Linked DNA regions of Zea mays: region 2 is linked to region 1. The links are chromatin contacts, called in public Hi-C maps. All regions are on one chromosome and are shown on one strand. Each heading gives the region's core, a stretch centred on a gene start, on an enhancer-like site or on the middle of the called end of the contact. The rest is flanking DNA. Distances are from core to core; before and after follow the strand shown. Region 1 holds the start of LOC100501049. Region 2 holds the start of LOC100383287 (putative translation initiation factor family protein).

What was found. Hi-C and Micro-C count contacts between places; a contact is called where the count stands out from the background.
Region 2: a Hi-C map of leaf shows a contact between it and region 1, with 8 times the contacts expected there. The contact joins the promoter of LOC100383287 here to the promoter of LOC100501049 in region 1. A contact is called at or near these places in 4 of 25 Hi-C or Micro-C datasets (ear, endosperm, leaf and 1 more).

Annotation. Positions count from the first base shown.
Region 1 is chr2:212,396,682-212,399,381 of Zm-B73-REFERENCE-NAM-5.0, forward strand. It overlaps LOC100501049, which reads left to right and starts at 1,405. Exons shown (of 32, transcript NM_001329534.1): 1 at 1,405-1,699; 2 at 1,801-1,967. The coding sequence starts at 1,585. It overlaps LOC109944605 (protein ALP1-like), which reads right to left and starts at 278. Exons shown (of 2, transcript XM_020549381.1): 1 at 13-278. The coding sequence starts at 242.
Region 2 is chr2:212,608,496-212,611,195 of Zm-B73-REFERENCE-NAM-5.0, forward strand. LOC100383287 (putative translation initiation factor family protein) reads left to right here and starts at 1,404. Exons shown (of 9, transcript NM_001175947.1): 1 at 1,404-1,554; 2 at 2,092-2,219. The coding sequence starts at 2,114.

The DNA of each region.
Region 1 (2,700 bases), core at 155-2,654:
ATGTGTCGGTACCTTCTACGAAAGACGTGGGGTGGATACACAGGGTTCTCGGCGAAGTAGTGATGATGGATAAGATTTTCTCCACGAAAATGATCTCTATGAATAACCCGTCGAGGCAAACGGGACCGTCTTTGGAGGTGGCGTCTCGCCTCTATGTTTAGGACAAGAAGATTGACAAGCATAAGTGTTTCCTCCTCACTATCACTCGAGTATGAGTCTTCATCGCTATGGCTGTGAGACATACTGAGAAATGTTGGAATTGTTGATGTAGTGAAGTTTGTTTTGACATTTGTGAAGAGATGGATTGCATATTTATAGGGTAGAGGAATGCGGCTTCAGGTGCAAGCTAGTGGCTTCGCACGAAAGACAAACATGTCTTTCGTTCGAAGGCAAGTGCGGCTTGTCCCATACGACTAGTGCTTTTTGGTGAGCATGAAATTTGATTTCGTACTCACCAAAATGAATAAAACGTGATCACAACAAAATGCACATTCGAATGTATTGTAAAATAATAATTGTTATATATTTTTTGTGGAAGTAATTGTAAAGTAATTATTTTTTATAAATTTTATTTTTGAATACATGAGTATCACGTCGGATGTGTGAAAAATAATTAAAGAAAATGAAAATTGAAGTTGGTTACAGTTAGTTATATGGAAATGGTTTTTTAATGAGTAGAGGGATATATAGGGGAAAGTATAGGGGGAACGGTTGCGGGACGAGTGAATATAGGGGATGTAATCTTGCTGACGTGGATGCATAGTAACATTTAGGGGGAAAAATTTAGGGAGAACGGTTGCGGACAGTCTTCGAGCTGTGACCACCTTGGTCCTTGGACCCTCCTGCGCGCCCGTTGAAGCTGCACGCACACCGGAGCTGCGTGTTGCGCCCTCGCCGGGATGCCCTACCGGAGTTGCGCCCCACCCCCTTGCTGGAGCTACGCTGTTGAAGCTCTCATCTGCGCACGGGAGCGATGGTGCCCACCGTCGACGAGTCAAGTTCACAGTGTACACAGTAGCATCCTTTGAACAATCAAGGGTAAAAAGGGAAATACGAAATTACATGTGCTTGTGGATAGTCTGATTCAAGGAAATGACCTATTTCAGAGTTGATTAGAAGCTCAATGACATATTTGCAAGCTTAAAAGATTTAGTGACATATATTAAAACATAAAAAATTGTAATGGCATAGACATGATTAACCCTTAAAAACATTACAACCTCGACATCAAAGTGTCGGCATGTACCTATGACAAGCCTGCGTTGAGCCGATCCAACTGGCTAGGGCCATGGTACGTGCCTGCGTAAAAGAAAAATTCAGAGATGGTCCTCGACTCCTGGTGGGTGGTGGCGATCTCCCAGCTGAACTGAAAGAGCAAGCGTGCGTGTGAGACAACCAGGTCCGATCCGCCCCCGCCGAGCCGAGGACAGCAGCGGGGGCTCTCGGTCTCCTCCTAGGCTCCTACAGATCTCGTACCCCGTCACAGATCTCGCGCCCTCTCCATCCCATGCCCACCCCCCCTCGTCGGATCTGACCACTCCGCCCCTCCTCCCGTCTCCGCCGCCGGAGCTGATATCCGCGGTCATGGCGGGCGCCGCGGGCGGGTTCGTCACGCGGGCCTTCGAGGCCATGCTCAAGGAGTGCGCTGCCAACCGCGGCAAGTTCGCCGCGCTGCAGCAATCCATCCAGTCATACCTCGGTGCGTGCGGCCCCTTTCTACCCTCTCCTCCCGCGCATTGGGATCTCGTGGCGGCTGATGATGGAGCTGTGATGATCTCTGCGTGGCTTGTGTCGTTGCAGATAGTATCAAGGGGGCTACAGCAGAGGGCGCGGTCATCACCGAGGCGCTCGGGTCAGCTGGGCGCGTGCTCGACGGGCCGCAGGCCGAGCTGGTGCTGCAGCCGCTCCGCCTCGCCGTCGAGACCAAGCACGTCAAGCTCGTCGAGCCCGCGCTCGACTGCCTCCACGTAATTATTAATCATCATCATCATCATCCTATTTCTGCTCTTCCTTTGCTTGCCTTGCATGCCTGAGGTTCATGAAGCGTCAGACGTGTTGCATTGACGTCGAACACCTTGATGGGTATGATAAATGCGTGCACCATGAATGCTTTGGATGTTAGCAGCCTAGAAACGCATTTCCTTGTCTAGGGTAGATACTCGTATCGACCATTCCTCATTTTGTATGTGCAGAGCCTAGTCCCTGAATTGATTGTTTGGGTTGAGATGTGTAGATAGTTCCAGGTTTATGCCATTTGACTTATTTACAATTTTGAGAGTATTGTGATGTAACAGACTGTTGTTATATGAAGACAATAGAACTCAGGAATCAGGATGGTAAAATGAGTGTGCAGTATGAACAAGTAGCTCTGTAGACATCAAGTTGATACATCAATATGCATTTTGCATTGTCAAGGTTCAATATGCTAGGATGCTATGCTATGCATTGTCTAATATTCAGAAATATGATGTGTAGATACGTTTATTTAAGTTCTATGTTGCCATCACATACATCTCATGTAACACTGATTTTTTATCCTTGTGCAGTAATTGCATATACACTTACACAGATGTGAGATTTGGACATAGGGTGCTATTTTATCTTGCCCCTAATCCATGCATAAATCAATTTCCATATGTTCCCCCTTATACCATGTGCTAGAAAGCTCAGGGAGTGCCAAATTACTTGGGGTAGAGTTAA
Region 2 (2,700 bases), core at 154-2,653, 210 kb after region 1:
TGTCGGTTGATTGCTAGACTTGATCTTCCATTGAACATTGGTGCTACCGATGCTTTTGAGGAATATATTAGGTTTGCTCATAACCCTTGTTTGTGAGGACTACTCCATCATCATCACCGTCTGTTTCTACTGGAACTGTTTTTAACACACCTATTTCGAGCACAATTTCTGAGTTATCATCTTATCTAGATAGTGATCCTCTTACTGAGTTTGATGATTCATTTAGTGTACTTAGTTGGTGGCGTGATCATAAAAGAACCTATCCAATTTTATCAATTCTAGCTAAAGATGTCTTAACTGTGCCTGTATCCACTATTTCTTCTGAGTCAGCTTTTAGTTTATGTGGCAGGTTGATCGAGGAACGACGATGAAGTCTAACACCAGAACATGTGGAGATGTTGTCCCTGTCCAAGGATTGGGAGCAAGCAGCTGTTCGGCAGCAACACTGTGTTGAGAACAAAGATCTTGAAGAGCTAATGGAAAACATGTATCTTGATGCACAAGAAGGATCGACTTGTGTTGGTGGTGGAGATGGACATGATCACTAAAAGAGCTAGGTTGTACTCTTTTTTCCTTTAGGGTTTTGTCCCCATGTAGTTAAAATGGGGTTTTACCTAAAGGTTTTTAACGAGGCAACCAATCTAAATAGCTCTTTATAAAGTACGGTGATCTATTTTTTGATGTCTCATGTATGGCTGATTGGCTGATGCCTGATTATTGTATACTTGTATGGCACTATGGCTGATTGTATGCTTATGTTTATTGTGTACTTGTATGGCAGTGGCACTATGGCTGTTGGCTGATTGTATGCTTATGTTTATTGTGTACTTGTATGGCACTATGGCTGATTGTATGCTTATGTTTATTGTATGCTTATTGTATCTTTATAAAGCACTATGCCTGATGATTGTATACTTGTATTTGTATGGCACTATGGCTGTGTTGAGAACAAATTAGTGTATTGTATGGTTCATAGTTGTATATTGTATTCTTAGTTATCGAACCTGTGTATTACATACATATTTGCTATTTGCATGGATGTTTGACATGTGGGTATAGGGCCAGCACGACACGAAAGCCCAGCACAGCACTATGGTCCGGCACGACCCGATTAAAGCCAATAATGCCGGGCTTGGGCTACGGCGTAGGGCTAAGTGCCGGCACGGCACGGCCTGACAATTAATAGTGTCTGTGCCGTGCCTCGGCCCATCTAATTTGGTCCGGCCCATGACGGGTTCGGGCCGTGCTGGCACGGCACGGCCCATTGGCCACGTATATATTTGCCTAACTCAGCGTGTTGTGCATTTGGGCCGCTGTTTTTCCCCCCGAGTGAGCAACAGTGGGGTCTCAACATGGGCCGCCTATGTAGCTCAACACTGAAATGCGGCAGACGCGTGGGTGGTCGGAGCTGGGGCCTCAGCTTGATCCCAGGCTGCCGTTCGCGGAATCTCTCTTCCCACTAGCGACGACTGGGCGACCTCCGCCGCCACACTAAACCCTACTCCAGGTGCCCAGGTCTGCGTCGGGCCCTTGCCGGCGACGAGCACCCGCTAGGTATGTCTATCCCGTCTCTTCCCTTGGTGCTGCGCGAAACCGAGCACCCAAACCCTAACTCAAGTTATCTGGTTATTTGTGTTCGGATCTGACCTAATACTACAACATAATATATTATGCTTACTAACTTCGACTTTACTGCAAAAATTACCGTATGTACATGTGTACACTCATGTTCTTTACTGGGCTCGCCCCTGATTGGTAAGGAACCCTGACCTGCTTCGACGCAATTTGTTCTTACTAGCTCTGCTACGAGCTATCGGATCCAAATTTCCCAGAACGGTTAATAGATTTTTTGTTCATTTGAACGCCCATCCAACGCTAAGTTCGCACCTCACTGAGTAGCGATTAGCAGTTAGGACTTGATGCATCTGTGTCATTATATTATGAAATTTGTGTTGATCGCTGGTCTTGCCTGCCCATGTGTTCCCAATTGGCGATGCTATGCTAGAGAGGAAGAATGCTTAATGCTGTTTCTCATGTAGTTAGTGTTGAGTAAGTAAGCACTGAACAAAGACACTAGGTTTATCTTTCCAGTTACCACTGTGCGGTTTCCAAGATGGCTCGCCGTGGATTGATGGAACAGGACTTAAGCAAATTGGATGTGACAAAGCTTGACCCACTGTCACCTGAAGTTATCTCACGCCAAGCAACAATCAATATTGGTATGGATGCAATCTGTTTACCATGGTTGTATGGTTCTCGGATTTGATGTCAGCACACCTGATCTATTGATTTATTTTGTTTCTTTTAAGTTTTCTTATGCACAAAAACTATTTTGATCTCTAGAATAATGATCCAGCCATTCGTCACTAGCATTAAGCTCTTTGTGTGTGGCACCATGCAATCCTACATTTCATGCAGCCCTGTACCTCATGACTAATAATTCTTGAGTTTCATGTCTATGCTATTACTTATTTTCTGATACTTAAAATGTTGGACCCATCCTCTTCCTTCTGGATGCATCTGCTTAAGCTTTTTCTCCCGAACTGAAATCTCATGTGTCATGTTCACCTAATATTGCGATGAAACTTTGTTATTTGTTGTTGTCCCACATCACTACTTTTACTGGTAAGATATGTGGTTACTTTTTATATGATGATTTGTGTCTAATAGAAATGTACATGGTGCATTCTATAATGCATA